3 separate regions of the Sus scrofa genome follow, and regions 2 and 3 are each linked to region 1. A link is a contact called in public HiChIP or PLAC-seq data. All regions are on one chromosome and are shown on one strand. The core of a region is the stretch at or near the end of the contact, and the rest is flanking DNA. Distances in the headings are between cores, read along the strand shown.

Region 1 (4,139 bases), core at 949-3,448:
TTAGGGCCGCACCCACAGCATATGGAGGTTCCCAGGCTAGGGGTCAAATCAGAGCTACAATTGCTGGCCTATGCCACAGCCACAGCCACATAGGATCTGAGCCATGTCTGTGACCTACACCACAGCTCACAGCAACACCAGATCCTTCACCCACTGAACGAGCCCAGGGATCAAACCCACAACCTCATAGTTCCTAGTTGGATTCGTTTCCACTCCACCACGATGGGAACTCCATCAACACACTTAAAAAAAAAAAAAAAAATCTGGAAGAAAGGAGGGAGAAAGCAAGCAGGAATGAGCCAAATTCCACTTATCAGCAAGGACATGCTTTTGGATGTTGTTCCTTGAAAGAGAATAACCGTCTGTTCAGATACACTTGGAGAGGCCAATGCAGGGACCCTCCTCGATGAGCACTGGTGAGGCCGCTGCTTTGATCCCTGACTGCAGCTGGAAGGCTGTAAGTGTAACGTGACCCCACAGCTCCTGACTCATCACTGGCTTGTTCTCACCACCGTACAGGCTGCCCCAGTCCATTCCTCAGAGCTATATCAACCGAGGAAAATTGGGGAACCGTCATCGCTTTATTTAAATCCGAGCAAAGAATACTGCCAGCACTGATTCCACAGGTCATTTTGAAATTCTCCCCATCCTGAGCCATGAGCAGAGCAGCATGTCCCAAGCTGTCCTCCTTGGAGTAGTGAATCAGTGCTCTGAGAGCTGGTGTTGGGGCCACGCTTGGGAAAGACCACTCACCAGACTCCCCAGAGGTTCTCAGCAGCTCTTATAGCCAGCAAGGCATTCAGAGGTCTTGCATTTAATTTAAAAAAAAAAGAAGAAGAAGAAGAAGGAAAGAAAAGAAAAAAGGCATATCCTTCACTTTGGAATCCCATCACTCTTAATTTATCTGAATTCATCCCCACCCACTGGGCGATCATCAGTAACAGTAATGCCCTTTTTGGTTAATAATGTGGTCCCAGATACAAGCCCACTCCTGCATCGTGTGCCCAAGCAGAGAAATAAGGATATTTCCCACTCCTGGTGGAGAAACTGGCCATGGAGAGAGCACACTCTCACCAAACCTCACCTACTATGCTTCATGAGCAGAAGGGCTTTTGATGAGCTCTCATTTTCACCTCTCTCCCTGAGGCTGGAACCCAGCTCCCAGCTGGAGCTCCACCGTGACAGTGTTCCTTCTGGAAGAACCTCTGGGGTATTCACTCAGGGAGCTGATTCTACATGCTTTGCCTGGGCTCCCCAAGAGTTCCCTGCTGAAGTGTCACACACGGGGATCCCATGTGGAGGCTCACCCCAGGAACGCTGGTGGGGGTGGTTCTGTAAAGACGGTTCCAAGCCCTTGGTTTCTAAAGTCAAAGTGCTTCATCCCATATCATGTGTGTATTCACTGTGGCAGGTTTTTTCTTCCTCTCTTCTGGAAAAGGTGCTGTCATGTTGAGGCGGCATCTTGGGTTTGATGGCCTCCTAGAAGCAAGGAAATACTGTCGTGAGGAGTTTGCACAGGCCCTGGCCTCTGCTCTGTCACAGGGCCAGGCACTTCTAGAAAATGAGCGCGAATCGGGGGACGCAGCGTAGGAGGCATGTGGGAAATAAATAAGTGCAGGGGAAACAAGTCAAGGGAAATGAATGAGGAAGAAGGAAACAGTTTCACTCTGATGAATCCTGCTTCACGTGGAATGAATAGTCATGTTTTTTCCAGAGAAAGCCACCCTGGTCCTTATTTTACAAAACTGGAACTACAGATTTCTGTCTCAGGTTTGGTGTCTGACTCACCCTGTTATTTGTTTATTAGCCTCCTGGCTGCTTTGCTTTTCTCTCTGATGAATGACTCCCTCAAATTCCTGAGGCTTCTCCAGAGGTGCATTTTTCTAAGATGAGTGTGGCTTCCTTCGTGTCATGGCTGTGATTTCCTGCTCATCTCGCTAAGCGGCCCCCCCCACCCCCTACGTGACCTTCCCCAGTGAGCCTGCTGCCACCTGGAGCCCTGCCACAGTGCCCCCAGTAGTGAGGTCGAGCTGACACAGCCCTGATGGACCCCCGAACTCAGTGACCCGCATTGACTGTCCGCTCTGGGGCATCATCCTGATGGTGGCACCCCCCCACCCCCACCCCCGAGTACATAGGATCAAGTTACTGATGTGCTAACGGGGGCGGGACCGAGCCATTCTTGTGCCACTTTCTCAGCTGCCCCTGTCATCGTCTTACCAGTTGTGATGCTTACCCTAGGGGTGGGGGATAGGGAGCCCTGTCCACACCCTTTGGCCTCAGGACTCTCTGAAGGAGATGGTGATGTTTGAGAGAAGCTGGGAGACCAGTGAGGAGGCCCAGGGGAGAAGGAGGTGCCCTGAGAGCTGCCCCACTCTGTGGCTTATATTGTTTGTGGGCTTGGAAACCACAGGGCTGTTCTGACCACAGCAGGTGCCCGTGGCCCGGGCAGCAGAGTTCTGGTCTTCTCTCTTATTTTCTTATTGTTTCACCCCACTCCCCCCACTGACCCATAGCACGTGCAGACCTGCCGTCAAGGGGATTTTGTCAATATCTCCCTGATCATGTGTTCTATCCTTTTTAGGTTGTTTGGTATGTCTCTTTTTAATATTTCTTTCATTATTCAGCCGGCACTGAAGTTGTGTTAAACTAGCCGCACAGTCCAGGGGAACGACCACTGGTTGGTTTGGGCCTGGTTTAGGGAGATTTCTTAGAGGGGCTGCCCTCTACCTCTAGAACACATGGACCTGTATTTTTCTTGTGTCTCCCCTATGCAGCATTTCCCCCATCGTTTTCCAGAAGTGTTTGGCCCTGTGAAAGAGCAGGCAGAAAGTCCCACACAAACTTAACTATAGGAGTTCCCATCATGGCTCAGCAGTAATGAACCTGACTAGGATCCATGGAGATGTGGGTTCAATCCCTAGCCTCTTTCAGCAGGTTAAGGATCCAGTGTTGCCATGAGCTGTGGTGTGGGTCACAGACGTGGCCCAGATCCTGTGTTGCTGTGGCTGTGGTGTCGACTGGCAGCTGTAGCTCCAATTCATCCCCTAGCCTGGGAACTTCCATATGCCAAGGGTGTGGCACTAAAAAGCAAAAAAATTTTAAAAATTTTTAAAACTTTAACTATGGGAGTTCCCTTCACGGCTCAGTGATTAACGAATCTGACTAGGAACCATGAGGTTGCAGGTTCGGTCCCTGCCCTTGCTCAGTGGGTTAATGATCCGGCGTTGCCGTGAGCTGTGGTGTGGGTTGCAGACGCGGCTTGGATCCCATGTTGCTGTGGCTGTGGCGTAGGCCAGTGGCTACAGCTCCGATTCAACCCCTAGCCTGGGAACCTCCATATGCCGAGAGTGGCCCTAGAAATGGCAAAAAGACAAAAAATAAAAATAAAAAATAAAGTAAAACCTTACTATAGAAATTTGCTTGATCTCAGGACATTGTTCATTGTAAGATGCCACATCAGTTGAATAGCACCTTTTCCCAGGTGCCAAGCACTTCCAGGACAGTTTGCATCCAAGCAGTAGTGGCTCACAGCAGGAGATGGGTATAGGGTGGCAGAGCAGGGCTGCTGTTGGGGACTGAGCCAACAGCAGCTTCTGGTGCTGTGTGACTAGGTCATAATTAACCCACGCACATCCCTTCTTTTCTTCCTGGAGGCAGGTACTTCACCTTCTCTTTGGTGTAGAATTTTAGTTCAAAGTACAAAATAATGAAGCTATAATGGCTTTGGGGAGTTTCCTGTTTCTGGTGATACCCCTGACAAATGTCACATAAATTAACCTGGTCCCATAGCAACTGGGCCACATAGAGAAGAAAAAAAAAAATCACACTATTGCCAAGACGTAATTGAGGTGTGTGCTTTTAGTTCTCAAACGTCAGGGTGATGGTGAGGGCCTTGCTTTTGTTTTAGTTATGTGTTTGTGTTTAGGGCCTCACCTGCAGCATGGAAAGACTCTCTCTTTTATGCATGGTGTTCCATATATTAATGTTTATTTTGTTCTTCAAATCTCATTTGTCCTCAGCATTTTTTGTCTGTTTGGTCTGAAAGGTCTGAGAAGGAAGTTTTGTAATGAAACACCTTTTGCTTTCCAATTTCGCAGCTCTGCTGTTGGATACGTGAAACGTTCATGACCCATGTC
Region 2 (4,139 bases), core at 850-3,349, 370 kb before region 1:
GTTTCTGGACTTGCCCAACAAAATACCCTGCCTTGTACTGGGCAGAGGGATGGTCACATGACTCCAGCTAGGCCAGTTGTGTCTCTCTGGCCCTCTCCATAGCAAGTAAATGTCAACTTGCCTGGGCCATGGGGTGCCCAGATAGTTGGCCAAACATTATTCTGAGTGTTTCTGCAAGGGTCTTTTTGGATGAGATCAACATTTCAATCAATTGGAGTAAAGCAGCTTGCTCTCCACAAGTGGGTGAGCCTCCTCCTGAACAGAACAGAACAGAACAGAACAGAACAGAAAGACCTACCCTCCCTGAGTTGAGAGAATTCTTCAGCACACCGCCTTTAGGCTTCATCTGCAGTGTCACCCTTCCTTCCTGACAGCCCTTGAACTAGAACACTGGCTCTCCCTATGTCTCCAACTCCAACCTGCCAACCCACCCTGCAGATTGGGGTTGCCAGCCTCCATAATCGTGTGAGCCAATTTCTTATCATCAATCAATCTCTCTCTCTCTGTCTCTCACTAGATAGATAGATCCTATTGGTTCTGTTTTCCTCTAGAAAACTCTAATACATCTCCCTCTGGATTTTTTTTCTTTTCTTTTCTTTTTTTTTTTTTTTTTTGCCATTTCTTGGGGCGCTCCCACGGCATATGGAGGTTCCCAGGCTAGGGGTCGAATCGGAGCTGTAGCCACCAGCCTATGCCAGAGCCACAGCAACACGGGATCCGAGCCACGTCTGCGACCTACACCACAGCTCACGGCAACGCCGGATCCTTAACCCACTGAGCAAGGCCAGGGTTGGAACCCGAAACCTCATGGTTCCTACTCAGATTCGTTAACCACTGAGCTACGACGGGAACTCCTCCCTCTGGATTTTGATGCATGAGGACAGACACTCAAAAATATGACTAGTTAGAGAGCATTCATTCCTGATGGATCTGTCAGGGACCGAGTTCCTGCTACCTTTCCCCTCCAGAGGTGCTCTCATTCTTATCCTTTTCTGATATTGGTTCTCAGTCTTCCTAACAATTCTTCAATCCACCCTATGTATAACCTGCAAACCTTGACTCAATATACTCAGTAGTCAATGCCTATTGTATATTCAAGGTATTGTCCTACTGGAGAAACAGCAGTGAAAAGCTAGCCCCTGCTTTCATGGAACTTATCTTCTAACAATTGTTCTTAAGTAGGTGAATTCTTATTAAAGAGTTGGTTTCTGTTGCTTGCCATCAAAGAACCTTGTGATACTAACATTTTCCCTTCAGAGAATGCTAACTCGGTCTCTTCTCTGGTTCATTTTGGATAAGCCAGATGCCAGTCCTCTAGGAGAAAGCAGGGGGAAAGATCCCAGCTCTGTGCCATTCTGGAAAGACACTTCTCTGTGATTATCCCACAGAAAAACATGAGACCCAACCACTGGGCTTGTCTAAGTTTCTCACTTTAGAATAGTGAATGGCTCAGCAGGAACACTTCATCAGAATGACTTCTCGACTTGAGGCCCTCCATTGAAACCGTCCTCTCCTGCTCATAGCCTGAGAAGATACACCACAATGAGCATTACATAGCTTGTACCTCATTATGACTAATTTCAAGTTTAACCTTCCTCAACAGAAGCCTTTTTAATGCCGTCCCCCAAGGCCCAGAGGATTTTTTCTGGGATAGGCAGGAGACAAGAGGAGGGTAGCTGATCGGAGTGGCCAGACATAGCTTTCTCCTCAGGTAGCAAAGTTATTAGACACAACAGCAGCTCTATCTTGCAGCAAGTAAGCGTGCTGTTTGCTTCACTGTAGCGGGCTCAGTGACAGTGGCTGGGAATTGTCACAGTTGAGTTTAGCACTGCTGGCAAACTTTGGAGCCAGCTTGCATAATGCAGTGTCTAAAGAATATGATTCCAGTTGAAAAGAACATATTTGCAGTTAAAAATAGAACTCGGTCACCTAACAGCTCATACATAAACCGTGAGGCTGGGGGAGGAACAAAATGAAATAATAGTCACTGGGGATTCCTGAACACCTGCCCCTGTCACTCAGAGCCTGTACTCACTGGGAATTGCCAGCACACGGAAACCAGCCCTACCCTGAAGTCAAATGGCAAAAATAAACAGAGGTACTGACTCAGATAAATCAAGAAACATGAGTGCACCTTTAAGCAGGCAGCAATTCGGGTGGCCTCTCCAGGCCAGGCCTCCTCAGAGATTTAGCTCTATGTTCTAAGAGAATTAACTGCTGTTGATCCAGAGGCTTGAAAGCTGAGACTGAGTTAGGTCTCAGTTCTACCCACAGTAAAGTATGTTTTCACTGTACACGTATGTGTTGTGCTCTGTACAGAACACACCAAACATGGTCGGTCCCTGGCTCCCTCTAAATAGAGGCGGGGATCTCATGACCCACTGCTCAGGCCAGTAAAGAGCTAAGAATTACAAAAGGAAGATTTGGGCTTCCACACCAGGAAACACACTGAAACAGTAGTGTAGGTCTAATTGGAAAGGCCATCCCAATAAAGGAGTAGAAATCTCTCGCCTGAGTGCATGTCAAACTAAGCCATCAGAACAGTCGATACTGTATATACTGCCAGAAAAAAGGATGCAGGAGAATCAGAAGGAAGCTGCTTCCTACCCCAACCCTGCCCTGAGCAGCCCTCTGGCCTCAGCAAATTGCTTCTCCTTTCTGCACCTCTCTTCCCCTCGTTAAAATCAGTCTGTAATGCCTCTTTTCCTTTCAAACTCACCAAAATGGTGGAGAGGTAAATTGGATGCTTGTGGCATTTGTTTCTGAGTGTGAAATTCTAGAGCAGCAATACTCTGCTTCACCATCAGCTGGGGAGTTTATAAGAATTACAAGTACCTGGGATTACAATACCAGAGATTCCTGGGTGGTGGATCCCAGGCACGGGTGGATGGTAAAAGCCCTCCAGGTGATCCCAACGTATAGCCGGGACTGAGACCCAGGAGCCATGAAGAGGAGGCAGAGCCTCTCCTGCTGTCCCCAGGAATAAGCCCACGTGGATGTGGGGGCACTCACCTCCTCCAGATCTGCAGAGGGTTTCCTTTCACAGGGTTGGACAGATTGTTTCTTTCCCAGACCTTCTCACACCGACTTGCCCCACCCCTCTACCAGCATAGACCAGCAAGGGAATGAGCTAAGTATCTTGAAAAGGCAACCAGGAGTGCTTGGTGGTTTTTCATTGAGGCAAACCCCGAAGGAGTGCTTCAAGGTATTACGGCCTTTACCTCCAAGAAGTTTATTATTAAGGGTTTACTCAGCACAGGAGCATTTGTATCCAATCAGAGGATCTGACAGTCCACAGTCTGTGATGCTGTGTTCAGAACAGGCACACATGACTGGTGACGCCACACCCACTGCTGTGCCATAGGCCATTAGTAAGGGATGCCTGGGCGCTAAGCATCTCATCTCCCAACAGTACTGATTCAGGGTAGAAGCTCCTTAGTGGGGGACTGACTGCCTCCATGTGCATTGGTCAACCCCGTTTTTCCTGTCCCTGCACCAGGCTCCAAGCCCCTCCTGACTAACACATCCACATTGTAGCTGTGCTTAAGGCAGTTATGTTTCCCACCAGAACAAGTCCTGGAGGAGCCATTGTTCACTCTGTCTCCTCCTGCCACCTGTAGTTCAGTTCTTTGCCCCTGAAGGCACCCTGTGTGCTTTCGCTCTGTTGAGTGGATCTTTTGGAAGGAGCTGGAAACCTTGAAAGAGAAAGCAAAGGACACAGCAGGGCCATAGAGTGGAGTGATTAAGAGCTGGGGAATCAAACAGGCCTGGGGGTGAAGCCTGTCTCCATCACTTCCTAGCTGTGCACCCCGGGATAACATACCTAACCTCTCTGAGCCTCGGTTCACTCAACTGTAAAGTAAGTCTAGTTATAAAGTCTGTATCATAGGACTGGTGCAAGGATTAGATGAGCTGTACCTGGCGTGCTGTGACTACCCCAAATGTCAGCCACCATTACCACTGTCGTTAATTAGGAATGAAGGGTGCATGGCAGACAAGTGGCATTTCCCCAGAATCAATTGAATTGTGGAGCAACAGGACTTGGGGTGAGAAAACCTGAGTGTAGACCCATTCCCTTTCTCTATGATTTTAGATAAGTCACATCACCTTGTTAAGCTTCGGTTTCCCCAGTTGCAAAA
Region 3 (4,139 bases), core at 551-3,050, 270 kb before region 1:
CTAGGAATTTTTATTTCTTGAGAAATCCTGTGATTCAGCTGCCCTTTATTGGCCCTGCGCGAAAGAATGAAGGCTGTGCTTGCTTCACCAGCTCTCCAGGCAGGAGGCTCTCTGGCAAGGCCACCAGCCACCTCTCTATCTCTGCTTCTGCCTTGTTGTCCCCCTCCCTTTTTGCCTCTTCATGTCCCTTCCCTTTTTATCTTTCTCTCCCGCGGCTCAGTGACACTAATGAGCTCCCAGCTGGTCTGTGGGAAGGGCCCCATCCTGGAAGACTTGTCCAAGCCCTGGTGAATTTCAAGGCACCCAAACCAGCTCTGGCATAAACTAGCTTGTAAATTCCATCCTCTCCTTCCCCTTCTGATTCTACCCCCAGCCTAAAGCAGCTCCAAGATTAAGGCAGTGTTGGGGTGGGAGCGACAGGGGACTAAGCCATCTTACTAGGAATTCTGGACCCTAGTCCCGGCATGAAGAGGCCACACCTGCTTTCAAACCCCACCTCCCTCTGCCACTTCCTAGCTGTGAGACCTTTGGGAAGTAACTCACCCTTTCTGAGCCTCAGAGTACCTCCAGCTGCATTACGTTAAATAAAAGTACAAATATAAAGGACCCCATGGTATCTTGCAACATGGCAAGCATTCTATAAATGCAGAGTGATTTTGTTATTTATTATTATTCTATAAATGCAAAGTGATTTTATTATTTATTTGTTAGTACACAGACATATCAGCACACGTTTCTACCAAACAAAGGCGTAGAATTTGGGACCCTCATTTTCTGGAACCTGTGCCAAGATGGTGTGTTAAGGAAACAAAATCCAGGGTTTTTTATTCAGAGACGCCAAACACCGCAGCTGATTCTAACCCTCTGTACTTAAGTCGACAGTGATAAAAGTGTTTTGAGCCCAGGTGGGGCTATATTTGTCAATAGCCATAGCTTGCTTGGCGAAATGCCCTGATCGCTGTCCTGGCACCTTCCAGGAAAAGGCCACCCATGGGTGGACCTGGCCACTCACTCCCACCTCCAGAAGGTTTGGTTCGGCCCTCCTGGTTTCCAGTGACCACACTGCTGCTGTGGGGTTTTGTGGGTGGCCACAAGGTGGAATCCCAACCGTGGATGCCCTGAGGCTGCTCTCTGCAGGGCCTGCGGCCACATACCCAGGACGGCTTGGGGGAACGTGAAAAGAAGGCCGGCTGGTGGGTTAACCAGGCCTTCCTGGACCACTCTGAGGAAGCCAAATGTCAAAAGGAGCCTCTGCTGGCCAACATGCGTAACTGCAGCCTCTTCTCCTTGGGGAGGAGGGGGCTGTTTCTGAGTGACCTAGACCTTGACAGAATGTCTCTGGAAGACACTTGAATACTCATAGCCAAGATGAGTCTGCTTCTGTTGAGCAGCAGACAGGTGGAGAGTGTGAGCAGAATGGAGGAAAGAATAGATTGTGCCTTTTGCACAGCTCAAACCTGTATGCGCTGGGCTTGCAGGATTGCGGAAGGCTCGCGGCTGTTTTAGATCCCAACTCATGCCAGACAGGAGAGGATGCTCTCAGAGCATGTCTGCTGGTCCTGAAGCTGGTATCGATGCTGCACGTATGAGGGTTTGATTTCTGCAGCCTTGAGAAGCCTCGAGCTTTGAGGGAAGAGATATTTGGTCAGAGGATCCATCTGAGGGTTCAGTCATCTGACTTTTCCCCACTGGAACACAATCCAATGGAAAAACTGAGCCCTTGGGCTTAGGCTTGCGGAGGCACACCCAGCTTGGTGTTCTGGCTCTGTGACCTCTGGACACGTTCCCTTGTCTCTCCATCTCTCAGCTGTCCAGACAGTCTTCCAAAGAGTGCTGTAAGGATTTGGAGGTTTTGCAGCTAGTGTGCCCAGCACATGTTAGACACACAGTTGCAATCCTGAGATTTGTACAGACCTAGCTGCTGACTAGGAAGTTGAGGAAGCTCAGCGAGGTCGACCAGCACTCCAGACCACTAGTGGCCTCTTCATGCCAGAGCTTGACAGGGTCTACACCTGAGCAGAGGGCACCTTCTACTGTTTTAAACGTTTGTGAAAGCCTCGTGGATTTCTCACCAAAGCTGGTAAGACTATAACATGGTGCAGTCACTTTGAAAACCAGTGCTGCAGTTTCTCAAGGAGATAAATATAGAATTACCATATGACTCAGCATCTCCACTCCTGGGTATGTACCCCAGAGGAATTAGAATATGTGTCCACACAAGAGCTTGCACATTAACATTCATTGCAGCATTACTCGTAATGGCCCAAAGGTGGAAATAACCCAAATATCCATTAGTAGATAAATAAAATGTAGCATGTAGCATCTGACGTGATAGAACATTATTCAGCCATAGAAAGGAAAAAAGTCCTGATGTCTGTGACAACATAGATGATTGTTGAAAACATGGTAAGGGAAATAAACTAGACACAAAAGGACAAACATGGTATGATTCTACTTAAATGAAATATCCAGAGAGGTGCTCAATCAATGGGTGCTAGGGTTTGGGGATGGAGCATGGCTATTAATGGGCATGGGGCTTATTGGGTGGTGATGAAAGTGTTTTGGAGTCAGATAGTGGTGAGGGTTGCACAGTTCGTGAAGATACTTAAAAATTGCTGGATGTAGTGGTATATGAATTAAATCAAATATCAATACAGTTGTTACCAAAAAAAAAAAAAAGATGTTTTAGCATAGCAGCTGGAGGGTATTCTGACTGTGGGCGAACACAGGAGATGGGCCCAGGGAGTGGAGCTCTTGTAAGCCTCATGTATGAGTCAGATGAACCAGCTTCCCTCCCTCAGCTGTGCCCAGGGCTGGCGGGGTCACAGCAGCTGCAGACAATTTGGGATCACCTGGAAGTACAGGGCTGCTGAGCATGACGAGGGCCCCACGTGGGCAGTGGGTAGGATGCCCTCATCCAAGCACTGGGCCAGCCTCACCTCGCAGGCACCACACAGGAGGAGTGCAAAGCTCATAAGTGTGCTTTGCCTTGGTTTTAAGACTTGCACGGATCATGTTCTCCACACCCCAAATCAGGGCTGATAATTATGGTTTGTACTCATGGGAAGGGTGGGTGATATCATTTTCAGTAAGACTGTCTCCAAAAACCTGATCAGCAGGCTTCAGTTTTCCAGGACACACTCGCCTCCCTGTTTCCCTCTAAGCAGGCAGAGTTCTTAAAAGCACAGACTCTTTTGGGAGTCACAGGCCACAATTTTTTTCGTACAACTGAGGTCTCCTGGTAAAAGGCCTTGAATCAGAACTATGCTTTTATGCTTTTTCTGACTGAGAGCTAATCTAATGCATGGCATGGATTGAAGGAGGTTACCTGGGACCTTTCCCACCGCAAGGCGTGGAGTCCAGACGAACAAAACACTGTCCAGGCCTGTTTGCTCCATTTCCATGATGCCTGTTTGAAATCTCAACAGGATTCAGTTTAGTGCAGCAGAAACACCAAGGGCCACACACACACACACACACACACACACACACACACACACCCTATCCCAGATAGCAAAAGGAGGCAGGTGTATTTGGGAAGCACCATTTGCTGTTACGTAAAATAGCTGTATCTGGTAGCTTCCACTAAGAGAGTGACTAAACCCGGCGGGGCCACCTTTATCTAATAGGGGAACAGACCTAGAAGAACTCAGGGCTTCTTTGGTAGTTGGGGCACTCTTTCCAAAACGTCCTGCAAGGTTCCCATGTGCCCACCATGCTCCACTTTTGCCACCCTGGCCCAAGCCACCGCCATGTCATCCCTGGACTAATCCAGTAGGCAACTCATAGGTCTCCCGACTTGCCCCCCTGCTCCCTGGTTCCCTGAAGTCTAGTCTCAAATCAACTCTCAGAACGACGCTTTTAAAACAGAAAAGATGTTGCACCCCCAACCCCGAAATATCTCCTCATCACACTCCCAGTAAAAGCCAAAGTCTTTACAAGGGTTTACGAAGCCCTACAAGCTGAGCCTACCATCCCCCGCTTCCCCCCCCCCCATCCACGCTCACCCACTCCCCCCACACACCTGCTGGAAGGCATCACCCCTGGTCCTCATGGTCATCACTCTGCTCTTCCTCGTGATCTTCAACCTGGCCTTGCCTTTGCGCTCTTGGCCTGAGGGCTCGTCCCAGTGGCCCGTG

Evidence for each region. HiChIP or PLAC-seq counts read pairs in DNA pulled down with a chosen protein or histone mark.
Region 2: an H3K27ac HiChIP or PLAC-seq map of skeletal muscle shows a contact between it and region 1. The contact joins two enhancer-like sites. A contact is called at or near these places in 2 of 47 Hi-C or Micro-C datasets (embryonic fibroblasts and epiblast stem cells) and 1 of 2 datasets of contacts at active chromatin or transcription factors (skeletal muscle).
Region 3: an H3K27ac HiChIP or PLAC-seq map of skeletal muscle shows a contact between it and region 1. The contact joins two enhancer-like sites. A contact is called at or near these places in 4 of 47 Hi-C or Micro-C datasets (blood, embryonic fibroblasts, epiblast stem cells and 1 more) and 1 of 2 datasets of contacts at active chromatin or transcription factors (skeletal muscle).

The regions. Positions count from the first base shown.
Region 1 is chr9:105,628,215-105,632,353 of Sscrofa11.1, reverse strand. All of the region lies in intron 8 of ATXN7L1 (ataxin-7-like protein 1), which reads left to right. Among named protein-coding and RNA genes, the nearest start is that of CDHR3, 190 kb to the left of the region's middle. Within about 2 kb of position 2,198, at least 26 of the 83 cell types and tissues checked have an H3K27ac peak or open chromatin away from gene starts, as enhancers often do. A contact at or near this core is called in skeletal muscle, where this site is marked.
Region 2 is chr9:105,998,946-106,003,084 of Sscrofa11.1, reverse strand. No RefSeq gene overlaps it. Among named protein-coding and RNA genes, the nearest start is that of SYPL1, 16 kb to the right of the region's middle. Within about 2 kb of position 2,099, at least 9 of the 83 cell types and tissues checked have an H3K27ac peak or open chromatin away from gene starts, as enhancers often do. A contact at or near this core is called in skeletal muscle, where this site is marked.
Region 3 is chr9:105,899,317-105,903,455 of Sscrofa11.1, reverse strand. All of the region lies in intron 2 of ATXN7L1 (ataxin-7-like protein 1), which reads left to right. Among named protein-coding and RNA genes, the nearest start is that of ATXN7L1, 24 kb to the left of the region's middle. Within about 2 kb of position 1,800, at least 6 of the 83 cell types and tissues checked have an H3K27ac peak or open chromatin away from gene starts, as enhancers often do. A contact at or near this core is called in skeletal muscle, where this site is marked.